Linked DNA regions of Mus musculus: regions 2, 3 and 4 are each linked to region 1. Evidence: chromatin contacts called from public promoter capture Hi-C data. All regions are on one chromosome and are shown on one strand. The core of a region is the stretch at or near the end of the contact, and the rest is flanking DNA. Distances in the headings are between cores, read along the strand shown. Region 1 holds the start of Zfp14 (zinc finger protein 14). Region 2 holds the start of Ttc9b (tetratricopeptide repeat domain 9B). Region 3 holds the start of Zfp59 (zinc finger protein 59). Region 4 holds the start of Psmc4 (proteasome (prosome, macropain) 26S subunit, ATPase, 4).

Region 1 (3,333 bases), core at 522-3,021:
AAAGTCGATGTCCTGCTACCTACCAAATCTTGATTGATGCGCTGAGGATGGGAAGGGCGCAGGAGCAACTAGAATGTGATGGGTGAGATACAAGTGAAAAGGCCCTTTTGTAAGCTCCCCATGCCTAGCCCACACTTGCTCTAAGCTAGACTAGCTCTCTACCAGTGAGGTACCCTGCCAGCCCCCCAACCCCACCCCACCCCCGCCCCCGGGCAAAAGGCTTTGAAGAGCTTGGTAATTTAGGGGTTTAGACCTGGCTGCTGTTGCTAAAATGGGATTAAAAGAGACAGAGATTGATTGAAGATTAAGTGTTATTCTGGCTGGGCACAGTGGCACACATTGCAGCCTGGAGGCTGAGGCAGGAGGATCACCCACAAATTTGAGATCACATGGGTTACAGTGAATTCCTGGTCAGTATAGGTACAAATTGTTTAAAACAAGAACAAAACGTGCTATTCTGGTAAGAAGCGTGGTTTAGCAAAGGAATCTTCCACAGTAATTAAAAACGAACTAGCAAAGCAGGCTTCGTGGATAAGAAAGCTGCAGCCTGGAATGCAGAGATGGATCAGCGGGTTACACTCTCAGCACCTACGTGACTGCTGTAACTCCAGTTCCAGAGAATCCGATGCCCTCTTCAGGGCTCCTCAGGCGCAGTCACACTCAGTGGTGCACAGAAAGAAAAGCAGACAGAAACACTCACATACGTAAAAAACGAACATGTTAAAAATTTAAAACCTGTGAGGCTGGAAACAGCTGTACTGCTAGGAGCAGTGGCTGCTCTAGCAGAGGATGCAAGTGTGATTCCCCGTACTCACATGGTGTTTCACGACCGTCTATAACTCCAGTTCCTGGGAATCAGACACCTTCTCCTGGCTTCTGCTGGTATGTGTATACACACAAATACACACACACACACACACACACACACACACATAAAAAAGAAAAAATACAAAAGACATTTGTAACCACACAAAGAGGGCCTGGACCCGCATTTAATCAGAGACATAATCTCTGAGTGATGCTTACTATCAGTCTGCATGAATCTGTCTCCTCTACCCTGACCAAGATAACACCAAACCGCTGCTTCTTTCCAAGCTAACTTCATTTTCACTTTCACAGTAATGAGGAGTAAATGTCCCCATGCCTGGAAAAACAAGGAGTACACTTCATAGGACAACGAGAAAGAAGAAAGTTAGGCTATTTTTTTTTCCGCAGTAATGTTGGGTCTCTATGTATGCAACAACAATCGTTTCCTGCTTTTATTCCCTCGCCTTCCCTAAAATGAACAAGTCTGGGGAAAAGGTCAAACCGGGAAGGTGCGGGCTTGGTAGCCTGGGGACACACCCCTCGCGACCAGCCCTTCCACACACATAACCTACTGGAAATGGAGCGCCGCGGATGGAGAGGACACTGGCCGCCACCGGAGGGGCAGGTTTGACAGGCGACGGCCACCGGGGCTGCCTGGCGGGGAGGGAGCGCGTACAAAGCAGCCCTGCGGTGGCAGCTGCGCTGTCTTTTTGTACGGAGGGCCCTCACTCTGAGGTTCACACACAGAACTCAGAGCCATGCTGGGCCTCTGGGCTCTGCAGCGGGAAGACGGAGGATGCAACGGGGTACGCGGTGTCCACTCAGCGTCACCGACTCCAAGTCTCTCAAGCCAACTAAAGACAAACCTACGCTGCCCCCGCGACAATTTCCTCAGTGCAAGGGACCAACTCACCTCTCAGAGCGGACCGGCGCTAAGCAGCCGGAAGGATGCTGCGCAGAGGCCTGTGGGAAATGTAGTCCATGGTGGGAAAGACTGGGCCAACGCAGCGGAGTGCGCAAGCGTGCTCGGGGCTGTGATGGGTGGAGGCCTCTGGGTGTGATCTTGGACCAGCTGGAAGGGCTAGGAGATTCCGCTGCCCTCTGCCCCCAAATCCCCACCCCAAACCTAGCTCACTGGGCTGGGGGTTGTGTCGTTGCCCTACCAGGGCTGAGAACACCATCATCACATTATCACATGCTTAATATGTGAGATAAGCATATTCTCACCCCAGCGAGGGTGTAGGCATGATCAGGGAACTCAGTAAAATACATTCTCCAAAGGTGCAGTCCCACATCTACCCAGGGAAAGGTTGCTCAGGCTCCTTGGAGTTCCCGCTGCCTCTGCTTTCTCCCACTGTCCCTTCTAGCCGTTGTGTATATTGGTCTAGTCGTTGGTATTGGCCTTAGGTTTTGTTTTGCAAACTGGAGATGAAGCCAAGACCTCTAAGACTGGAAAGATAATTATGCTTTCTTCTATCACAGTGGTTCTCAACCTGTTGGTCGAGATCCCCCCCCCCCTTGGGGGTCAAATGACCTTTCACAGGGACCACCTAAGACCATCAGAAAACACAGATATTTACATTAGGATTCCTAACAGTAGCAAAATTACAGTTATAAAGTAGTACCGAAAATAATTATATAGCTTGTGGATCACCACAACATGAGGAACTGTATTAATGGGTCGCAGCTTTAGGGAGGTTGAGAACCACTGCTCTAACATTTTCTTGTGTTTGTGCCAGGCCTCATCCGGTCTTCAGGAGACTGAAGCATGCAGACTGCAAATTCAAGATGAATGGAAAAAAAAAAAAAAAAAAGGAGGACATGACTGCTCCCAAGGGATTGAGATCTAAGAGAGAGCACTGGCAGGGGCGTCTGAAAGTAACCAGGGTGGCCATGACTGCCGGACTAAATGGGGCCATGTGAGGGGAGGGGGTGGGGTGTAGGACAGGCTAGAAGCCAAGAGGCCAAGTGCAGCGGGCAAGAGGTAACAAAAGGACCTTGTGCCCAAAATGACTGGGTTATACAGGAATCACAGAAGCTGGGAGATGGGAAGCCCAGGCCTGGGCTACAGAGTTTGGGATAGTGGGGGGCAAGGTATATCAGCCAGGATGTCTCTGTAATAGGTGCTGGGGATGTTGAAAGATCCTCATCGATCCTCTTGTTTCTTTCCAGAGCGCTGTTATTACAGGCATCCGTCAACATTCCCAGCGTTGGGACGTTAGTTTTAGGAACGTGACAATTGAGAGGCTGGTGAGATGGCTTAGTGATTGAGAACCCTTGCGCTCTTGCAGACACAACACATATGATGGTTCCCAAGTGTCTGTAACTTCAGTTGCAGAGGGCTGGTGAGATGGCTCAGTGGGTAAGAGCACCCGACTGCTCTTCCGAAGGTCCGGAGTTCAAATCCCAGCAACCACATGGTGGCTCACAACCACTCACAATGAGATCTGACTCCTTCTTCTGGAGTGTCTGAAGACAGCTACAGTGTACTTACATATTAAAAAAAAAAAAAAGAACAATAAATAA
Region 2 (3,333 bases), core at 293-2,792, 2.4 Mb before region 1:
CTTTTTTGCCTGCATATGAGTATCTTGAAAAGAAATTCTAAGAGGATTTAAAATTTACACTCTTTGTTTGTGTGCATGTGCATGCTTGTGTGTGTGTGTGTGTGTGTGCATGTGTGTGTGCATGTGTGCGTGCGTGTGCATGTGTGTGCATGTGAGTGTGCATGTGAGTGTGCATGTGTGTGTGCGCGTGTGTGTGCATGTGTGTGTGCGTGCGTGTGTGTATGTGTGTGTGCGCGTGTGCGCGCGCGTGTGTGTGTATGTGCGTGAGTTTGTGTGTGTGTGTGCAGGTATATGTAGGAAGGGGTCAGATAACCACTTTGAGAGGCTGGTTCCACAGATGGAACTCACGTGGTGGCTACTGCTATGTTGCTGGCCCATAATGAACGAATTTCTTTCCTTTTCCCCCTCTTTTTTGAGTCAGGTGTAGCTCTGGCTGGCCCGGAAACCATAGAGTTCTGCTGCTTCTGCCTCCTAAGTGCAGGGATTGCAGGGGAGTGCCACCACAGCGCAGCCGCAGCCGCATTTTCTTGGTTGTCCTTATTGTACTGGTGGTCCTGGGCTGTCAGTGGGGACCCTTGTCACCTCCCCACTGGCTTTTCTGGAAATGGAAGGCAAGGGACAGAATGGCTAGGTTGCAGAGTTGCCTTTCCTCCAGGAAGTCCCCAGTCACACTTCAACCTAGAGCAAATGCCTCCTCTGACTTCTCCATGCTAGCCATGGCTCTCCTCCTGCGCTTCCCAGGATCAGCCACTTTGGGCTGTTACAGGTCTGTCTCTCCACTAGGCTGTGAACCTAGGAGATGTGGCTCTATCTAAATAATTCTTTCTCTCTCCTTTTCCCTCCCTTCTCCTTAATCTCCCACACCTACCTTTTCTTTGTAGTTCATGGCTGATCTGGAATTTCCTCGTTAGCACCAGATTAGCTTCAAACTTCTTTCCACTCTCCTGCCTCAGATGTCCGAGTGTGACTACAGGCAGGTGCTACCCCACTTGACTTCTGTTGTTGTTGTTTGTTTTTACATTGGCCCATCAACCCCCTCCCCCTGAACAGAAATTGAGCAATGGCTATTTGTTTATTACATAAAGAATCGATTCCAACGTATGTACTATTGTCCCGCACTATAGTACAATAGGTAATTTGAGGGGATTGTCCAAATCATAGAGTAATGAGAAACCAGTGTCTGAAGCCGGGCAGCTTGACTCCCAATCCTGTATTCTTATCCAACATGCCAAATGACTAGTGGGCTGAAAACCAGCTTTCCACAAAACTGATGTCTGCCCGCTCAGCCTTTTTCTTCTAGAAATCTCCGGGAGAACATGCAGTCGGGTGGGAGGGTAAGGACTGTGGGGACAAGGGAGAGGCGCCAGAACAACTAGACCCAGGCTGGTTTGAGGGTGAGCGAGGGGGAGTTTGGAGGGGTTTTTCTAGACCCATAGGGGGCAGCCGGAGACGGCAGCCAGAGATGTGGGGGCGGAGAAAGGGTGGGGACCGGCCCCGCGGGGGGCGATGCGGTAGCTGCAGCGGCGGCCGCAGGAGTTTCCCACAATGCAGCGCGGCGCGCTGTCCCCGGTGCTGATGCTCAGCGCTGCCCCGGAGCCTCCACCGCGCCCGCCTCCCGCCCTTTCCCCGCCGGGCCCCGGCTCAGCGCCTCGCCATGGCTCTGCTCGGTCGGGTCCTGCCCCAGAGCCGTCTGGGGGCCTGGCTGCGGCGCTCGACAGCAGCCTGCGGGCTGCCGTGGCGTTCAAGGCGGAGGGTCAGCGTTGCTACCGAGAGAAGAAGTTCCGAGAAGCCATTGGCAAGTACCACCGGGCACTGCTGCAGCTGAAGGCGGCTCAAGGGGCCCGCCCTGGCGGTCTGCCCACCCCCTCCCCGGGACCCACCACCAGCCCGGGGCCCGCCCGCCTCAGCGAGGAGCAGCGGCGCCTGGTGGAGAACACAGAGGTTGAATGTTACGACTCCCTCACTGGTACGGGGCCGTCGGGGGGCGCAGAGGACTCGGGTGAAACGGGTGGGTAGTGAGGGGGTAATCAGGAGGCTATAGAGCCTGTGGTGGCTGGAAGCTGAAGGAGTCAGGGCTGTGGTCTGGCGGGGAAGACTACAAAACTTGCTGAGGAAGAGAGTTGGGAGTAGATGAATAGGGCTTCTTGGATGGAGTAAGCAGGGGCTTGAATAATGAAACGGGCTCTGGACTTGGTCTTCTAAGCCCCACTTCCCTGACTCATTCTTTCCCCCGGTCTGCCACGCATGAGCCAAGGTTAGAAAGGCTTACCCTGCACCGGCTATTTCGTTCTTGGACCCTCCCTCTATAATTACTTGGGAAAACCTCCAGCTAATTGCTTCAGACTTGTCTGTCCTGCGCCCTCTAGCGGCGGCGCAGATAGCTCTTATACTAACAGGTTAGCTGATTAGTGTCTCCTGGTGGCCAGAGCAATCCCATATGCCCAGGGGAAGAGGTCAGGTTATTTGAGGTCATGTGAATCCTAGGGGATGCAGGCTGTGTCTGAGACTACAGGGTCTCTGCATCCCACAGCTTGCCTCCTGCAGTCGGAGCTGGTGAACTATGAGCGGGTGCGTGAGTACTGTCTCAAGGTGCTGGAGAAACAGCAGGGCAACTTCAAGGCCACCTATCGTGCCGGCATTGCCTTCTACCACTTGGGTGATTATGCACGTGCGCTGCGCTACCTACAGGAGGCCCGCAGCCGAGAGCCCACAGGTGAGTGGCAGGGCTGGGCTGGGCAGGGGGTTAGAACAGAGGAAACCTAGGCGGGAGGACCAGGGCAGAGCCAAGCCACCCCAGGGAAGTGCTGTTACCAGCTCCAGACAAGCTCTCTCTAGCTACCTAAGATTCCTCATACACTCATCCAGCACCCATCCACCGTCCCCAAAGGTATACTCACCTTGTTCCTCTGGCATTTCCCCAACCAACTCTCTTCATTGGGAATTGAACCTAGGGCCTCATGCATGCAAGGCAAGCACTCTACCAACTAGGCTACATCCCCAATGCTTTAGCCCATCCGTGTCCCTATCCACTCACCGACGATGGCCTTGAATATTTCTCCCCCCACACCCATATTCCTTCACTCCCTCCTGGTCACACTCAGCTCCTCTGTCACCTATGGCCCTCCACTCATCTGCTTGTAATGCTTGTTCTCTGCCCTCGGGAAGAGCAGTCAGGGTACTCATGTGTCCATGTGTGTGTAGACATGACACAACCCCATGGGGAGGGGACACAGCAGGAGCTAGATGTAGGGCTGTGGGAGCAAGGAGGCAAGATTAGCTTTCCCGTGAAGTGGTTTGCTGAGAACAGTTGTCACTTGGGGATGAGTGGAGGTG
Region 3 (3,333 bases), core at 516-3,015, 2.2 Mb before region 1:
AGGATGGGTGTGAAGTGAGGGTCCATCAGGAAGGGGGAAGGGAATGCAGGGATTTCTCAACACATGCCTACAGTCACCTTCAGAAGCAGGAGAGGAGAAAACTTGAAAAGAAACACAGATGCATCTTTGTGTGAGGAGGAGGAGGGAGAAGCTATGCACACACAGAGCAGGAGACAGAGGCAGAAAGAGCTGAGAGCTGAGACTGGGGATGTGGCCTGCAGCACCCCAGGAAGAATTCAAGTGACTGTAGCTAAGGAAACACTTATGGTGGACATTAATCTCTAGTTACGTATTCAGCGCCCCATGGCTCCTGTGGAGAAAACAGAGGGCAATTAACTGATTTTACTTCCATGAAGGATAAGGGGTAGCACTAAGAAAAGAACTGTGACACAGGAAAGATGGAGCAGACCGACCAGAATCACACTGTGGAGAGAAAGGAGGACGGAACACATTGGATGACAGAAGGCTAAGCATCTTTATAAATGATCCAAAAGCCGGTGAAACAAAACCCAAGCTTTGCAGAAGCAGTCACTTGGGTCTGTCTGGAGACTCCTTGCCTACCTCAGTAATCTGCTCGTGGGATAACTCAAAATAGATGGAGTCTTTAATATTTAAAAGTGCAATACAAAATATATGAAGTAATAGATGCCCCGCCAAGAAAAAAGGATAAAAGAGAAAGCTTTCCACAGCAACATCTTCAGGTAATGAGCGTTTCTCCCACAGGTGAGCGTACAGGAACAGTTCCCTTTCCAGATCCCCTCGTGTCATTAGAGCTTAAGTGTCTCCATTTTTATTGACTTCACTCAGAGTTGAGATGCTGTCCAAATCAGCTATGCTCTGTTGCTCTTGGAGGGTGTTGTTCTATCAGTTTTTTAAATTGACAACATTTGAATGTGTTGATTGATTTTGCTATCATTCCCTATTGTTCTAGCGGGACTTCCCCCCTCTTCATGTTTAAAGGTGTGCTATTTGAGTATACTCTGAGTTAATTTTGTTTATGTATTTATGTACTTATTTGTTTGAGACATTTGGGGTATCCTCTGAATTTTAGTTTATTTAGTCCTTTCAAGACAGTAGGAGTGTATTCTGAGTTTATTTTTAATTAATTTTTTTCAGACACCTCCTCTGCCTCCTTAGGGCGGTGACTAAAGGCATGTGCCACCATAATCTGAGTGTATTTTAGTTCTTAGACAGGGTTTCACTGGGTAGTCCTCGGTGGTCTCTTCTCACAGACATGCAGCTGGCTGTGCCTCCCCATCGCTGGGATAAAAGCCATTGCTACCACGCCCATGTTTACTGTCACTTGATGACTTGGCCTCTTTATTAATCTACCTCCATTTTATAATCGACCTGAGTTTTCTTTTGATCATGCGAAGATGGTTACTTTGAATCTGCTAGAGTATTTATCTTTAATATATTTTCTGTAGTTAACACATAGCTGGGTCTGACTTTTCAAATCTAAATGTGGCAAATTTTGGCGTTTAGACGATTTACAGTACTTTTAATGCGATTAGTTTTATTAAGAGGCTCGTCTAGCCTGCCTAACGGACACAGTTCTGTTGGTACATAGCGATACGGTCCTCAGTCACATTTTCTATCTAAAGCAGGGAATTCAGACTCCTCCGTCTTCTCTACAGGAGAAAGAAAATCAGTTACGCGGAGAACCGGAAGTACCTTTTGCTCAAAGGAGGGCGCCTCCCCTTTAAGCGCGCACCCACGTGGGCACTCCCACAAGCCACTGGACTCGGTTTTCTGATGGGCTGGCCCGAGTTGCACGCCGGGATCTCCGGGACGCTCCAGGCTTCTCCAGGGCTTTGCTTGTGACAACTGTGTTTTCCGGGACCACCGCGCCGGAAGTAGCGCATAGGCTTTTGGTTTATGTCTCCCCAGAGTAAGACCGGAGCCAGCGGGCTGGGAGGGGTGTGTACAGGCGGTGGGGTGGCTGTATGGTGTGTGTGTGTGTGTGTGTGTGTGTCTTTGAGTCTAACTGTATACACACCTTGAGCTCTCTGCATAATCTGTGTCTCTGTGCTTGTCGCTGTCTGCTCCTGCTTTCTCTCAGGGACACAGGGACTAAAGCAGAGGACCAAGCTTCAGTAAGGGGAGGTCAGGTGCGGGGTCTGAAGGGAAGCTTTCCCCGAGGCTCAGACTTGAGCTTAGGGCTATAATTTAAGGACGGGGGTGTCGTCTTGGAGGGAGGGTACTTGTTGAGTCCCCTGACTTTCTCAGAGCTGCAGCCATTGAGCATGCTCTCAGATATGGTCTGCGATCTCATGCTTACTCAGGCTTCCCTAGGTGGCCATTCCAAAGGAGGGCTGGAGAGGGATGTGGATTCAAGAATGAGTTTTCTGTTTCTGTTTGAAAAATGAGGTTTTAGTTTTAGAATATGGAATGGAAGTGAGGGAAGGAGGAACAGGCGAATTGATACCTCCACCATTGTGTCCCTTACATTGTCCCTGCCCTTTCCACTTAGTTTCAATGATCCGTGGCGTCTTCTCCCACAATCTCTACCTTTTCCTGAGATGTTGTAACTAGGAATTTCTAGAGGGTAGCGTTAGGGCTCTCAACTAAATCAATTTGTATCTTGATGGTGTCACACCTCAGATGGCCTTTGATCTTTACAGGCCTTCATTCGAAGCAAGGGAAGAATGTAGGCGATAGATGGTCTGGTCACCAGGGAGGATTTGGGGAGTGGGAAAGTAATAGCACTGAATTTGGCATCCTTGAGGACTAGGTATTTTGTGTGTGTGTGTGTGTGTGTGTGTGTGTGTGTGTGTGTAAAATGGGTAATGTTGGCCAGATGCAGATGAGCAATGCCATGTTTAAATATAGGGATGTGGATCTGTGGTATCCCGTTGGAGTCTTGGTTCTGTCCCCTCAGGCTCTCCAGGCCTGTCAGGAACCTTAGGATGCCTGTGGTGAAGTCTGTTAGCGCAGTGCCGCCATATCCTAAGGGCCTGGTGTGCTTTAGTTGTTGCTCTGTGAGGTCATTTTGGGTTCCTTACCTGGTTATTGCCGCTGGGACAGGGCCAGGGGATGTGGGCCACAAGCGTGGATGGCTGCTCCGGACCTAAGGCTGGTTTGTATAATCATGTACATTCCCTCTTTTAAGGAAAGTCCCCCCCTCTTAATGATAATGTCTCCGTGATAATCAAAGACAGCATGAGTCAAGGTGTGGCTAATGTCTCCACAAAATGGGACCTTCAGAACAGCACTTAAGGCTGTGGGAAAGAACTCTAAAAACATGGATTCAAAAACAAATAATTTCTCAAATAATGAGGATGCGGTATGAATTATATGAGGGGGCTTCAGGAAGAGCCAAGGCAGCTACAG
Region 4 (3,333 bases), core at 355-2,854, 2.0 Mb before region 1:
ACTCCAACCCACATGGTAAATTTCTTCTTGTTTGGAGACAGGGTTTCTGTATGTACTCCGGGAAACATACTAGGTAGACCAGGCTGACCTCAAACACACAAAGATCCTCTTGTCCCTCCGCCTCCTCAAGTGCTGAGGTTAAAGGCGTACACCATCACACTTGGATGGTGAAACTACACGCACACACGTGAATTGAGAGGCAGAAAGAGACATTCAGAAAATAAAGTATGTATCCACTTCTGGATCGGTCAGTACTCTGGCCATTCTATCACCCTGCCTTGCTCCCAGCCTGCCTCACCACTCACCTGTGGTGGAGCCCACGATGGCTGTGTTCTGATCCACAGCTTCCAAGAACTGACCGATGACCAAGGGGATGCTCTGGATCCGCTTCACCTCCTCCTGGGCGTGGAGGAATTCCTTCTTCAGGTTCTTCTGCTCGTCCTTGATATACTCCTCCTGCACTTCCAGGAACTCCAGCTCCTGCTGCAGCTTCTGCACGCACAGGGAGGGCAAAGGGTTGGCTGCAGCCTTGCCGTACCACAGTGGGAGGTGGGGGGGGGGGCGTATGTGATGGGGGATGGGAGGTATGCAGGAGCCAGCTTAGGGTTGAACACACCTTGTAGCGGCTGTACAGGTCCTCCAGGTCTTCAGGTTCGGGTCCCAGAAAGGACAGGCCGGTCTGCGGCCGAGACACGGACAGTGCTGGAATCTCATCCTGTAGACGGTAAAGACAACTTGGTGTTGGAAGCAGAGAATCATCTCGTGAAATCAGCGAAAGCGTTCTTCCTATTTCGCCACCAAGTCACCTATGTCTCCAGTACCTGACATCATTCACTATCTCTCAATAGATACAGGAGCTGCTCAGTCCCCTATGTAGATTGCTAATAGTAGGCCCCTTAAACAAAACTCATCATGAAAGTTTTGCAGCAGCTCCATACCGAACCTTAGCATCCCAGTCCCCTCAAGAGGTTCTAAAAGTCCCATGGATTTTAAAGTCAGAGTCACATTCAGAGTCTCATTACCCAGTTCTTCCCCTCCCCCCCCCAAAAGCTTTCATGTCAGATTCCCAACTCACGTTAAAGCCAAAGGTCACTCAGCCAAACCACAACCAATACTTAACGCCTCACCGTTCACGTCCCAAGCACAGTGAGTCCACTGGTCCCTTGGCCACGAACATACCTAGGCCACGGGGCCCCCATACATCATCCTCCACCTGGTCCAGACCCCAAACCGAAAAGCTAGTAAGCACAGCTCTCCAGGCCTCGCAACCGTTCTGTCTGAAAAGTCTTTAAGTTCAACGCCACTTTCCTCCCGCTCTGCTTTTCTGAGCTTTGCCGCCCTCCTGACAACATGACTACCCCGCCAGGCCCCGGGACCACCCAAAGCTCGACACCGAGGCCTCTGAAACCACCCAGCCCAGAGCTGGGATCCTGAGAACCCCTCAGCACCCCACTCATGTCCAGCTCCCGCTAAGAAACCCAGATCCCCACTGCACCTGAATCTTTTCCACCAAAATGCCTATCTCCTCCATAGTGACCAAGCCGGCCTCAGTGCAGCCCGGCCAGTCACGGCTTCCGCTGACGCCAACGGAAGTCCTTCACATAGAGCATCTTGGGAAACGTAGTTTTTAAGGTACCGCTGCGGGTTGACCTGACGGGCCGGATAACAGGAAGGGCGGGAAACTCTTAGCCCTGGGCTCCGCCCCCAAGATGGGTTCCTGCGCTCTGCGCTCCAGGCGCGCGCGCGCGGACCCGCAAGGATGTTGCGCGTGCGCAGTAACTCTTGTTCTGGCGCCATCCTGCTTCGCGGCCCGTCGCGCGTTGTGAAGGTTTCTCCAGTAGATGGCGCGGCCGAGTTGCTCTTGAAGAAAAGTCTCCAGAGGATTGATTGATTGATTTTAATATTATCCACTTTTTTACTTTCTTGTCTTTACAAAGCCAGCCCCGAACTGAGAATATGAAGATTAATCAAGTCCTGTCCTAACTTGTTAAAAACTCCAGAGCTTTGTTAGAAGGAATTCGCAGACATAACTAAGTATAAGAAACGAGAGGCACTAAAGAAGCCTTTAGTTCCACAGAAGAATCTCTTGACCTTCTCTGGCCGCCACCTGAAGAGAGAAGCAGAGGTCACAGAACGGCGAGGAGCCAATCAGATCGTACCAAAGCTGGAGAAACCGAGGCAGCTGCGAATGCAGATCTTTGCGGAGTCCTGTCGAATCTTTTCTTCTCTGTCCTCTTCACATTATTTTTAGGGGCTGTCAAGATGGCCCAGTGCTGAAGAACACTTGTGGCTCTTCTACAGGACCCGAGTTCGGTTCCCAGCACCCAGGTGGGGCAGCTCACTAGCATCTGTAGGCAACTCCTTCGGTTTCTGCAGGCACCTGCACTCAAGCACACGTCCCCGCTAGCAGAAACACACTTACACATAATTAAACGTTTTGAAAGGATTTTATATTTAGTTACGTGTACATGTGTATATCGGAGTGCGAATTTGTGCACCTGGATTCAGTACATGCAGAAGCCAGAAAAGGGCATAGGAATCTGTGGCACTGGAGTTACAGACTGTGTGCGCCATCTTTTCAGCCTCCTGTTGAGTTTTGATTGTTGTTATGGCTCAGGAACTTTGATATGCTAAGCAAGCCCAGCTAAAATCCTTAGTATGTATTATATTCTCTTCTACAAAGAAGGAAGCTGGTGCCAAGCACTGAAGTCACTTGAGCAACTGGTAAAGCAGGGTTAGAACCTAGATCTGTATTCCTTGTACCAGGGATATACACTACCACACTTCATAACAGCTATAGTTTTTGTTAAGTAAACTTTTTATTGGGGCACAGATAGGTAGCAGGCACAAATCATTATTTTCTAGCTACATAATGCTGCACAAATTGAACGTCCTATCTGTTCTGTATGGTATGGAGAATCTACAGTAGCTCTCACACTGGCTAGCAGGTGGGTTCCTTCCCTCCATCAGTTGAAGAATTAAAAGACAGAAAAACAGTGACCACAAAGTAAAGGTGAAGTTTGTTGGCAGGCAATACAAATAGTTGAGAGAGGCAGCTCTCCAGCTATTAGGAGGCTGTGTTTTTCTTTGGTTTTAAGGTGTCCCGCTGGTGAGTTCCACGCCACCTGTTCTCTGTTGATCTAATGGTGCTTATGTAGCTCTTCTGTAGCAGGCCTATGTCTTGGTCCACTGACATGGAAATAACTGAATTGTTGCCTGGCTGAGGTAAGTGTGGGCACCCCAGCACTCTCTCCTCTCTGTGGTGTAACAGGTAAGAGATCTGCAGTACATTAGAGGGGAGTGGCATATGTCTCAGAGAAATGGAAATTTACT

What was found. Promoter capture Hi-C pulls out the DNA fragments that hold promoters and counts their contacts. Capture Hi-C pulls out chosen DNA fragments and counts their contacts.
Region 2: a contact with region 1 is called in a promoter capture Hi-C map of hippocampal neurons, with 4 times the contacts expected there. The contact joins the promoter of Ttc9b here to the promoter of Zfp14 in region 1. A contact is called at or near these places in 3 of 39 promoter capture datasets (the C10 cell line, hippocampal neurons and liver) and 1 of 115 datasets of contacts at active chromatin or transcription factors (astrocytes).
Region 3: a promoter capture Hi-C map of liver shows a contact between it and region 1, with 7 times the contacts expected there. The contact joins the promoter of Zfp59 here to the promoter of Zfp14 in region 1. A contact is called at or near these places in 3 of 39 promoter capture datasets (hippocampal neurons and liver) and 1 of 9 other capture datasets (liver).
Region 4: a contact with region 1 is called in a promoter capture Hi-C map of liver, with 4 times the contacts expected there. The contact joins the promoter of Psmc4 here to the promoter of Zfp14 in region 1. A contact is called at or near these places in 2 of 39 promoter capture datasets (both in liver), 1 of 115 datasets of contacts at active chromatin or transcription factors (astrocytes) and 2 of 9 other capture datasets (adipose tissue and liver).

What each region holds. Positions count from the first base shown.
Region 1 is chr7:30,049,625-30,052,957 of GRCm38.p6, forward strand. Zfp14 (zinc finger protein 14) reads right to left here and starts at 1,772. Exons shown (of 5, transcript NM_178733.5): 1 at 1,721-1,772.
Region 2 is chr7:27,652,382-27,655,714 of GRCm38.p6, forward strand. It overlaps Ttc9b (tetratricopeptide repeat domain 9B), which reads left to right and starts at 1,543. Exons shown (of 3, transcript NM_028417.1): 1 at 1,543-1,966; 2 at 2,531-2,713. The coding sequence starts at 1,546. Gm38973 (a long non-coding RNA gene) reads right to left here and starts at 1,851. Exons shown (of 3, transcript XR_881908.3): 1 at 869-1,851.
Region 3 is chr7:27,836,819-27,840,151 of GRCm38.p6, forward strand. Zfp59 (zinc finger protein 59) reads left to right here and starts at 1,766. Exons shown (of 5, transcript NM_011762.3): 1 at 1,766-1,891.
Region 4 is chr7:28,048,488-28,051,820 of GRCm38.p6, forward strand. Psmc4 (proteasome (prosome, macropain) 26S subunit, ATPase, 4) reads right to left here and starts at 1,605. Exons shown (of 11, transcript NM_011874.2): 1 at 1,496-1,605; 2 at 617-715; 3 at 306-492. The coding sequence starts at 1,531.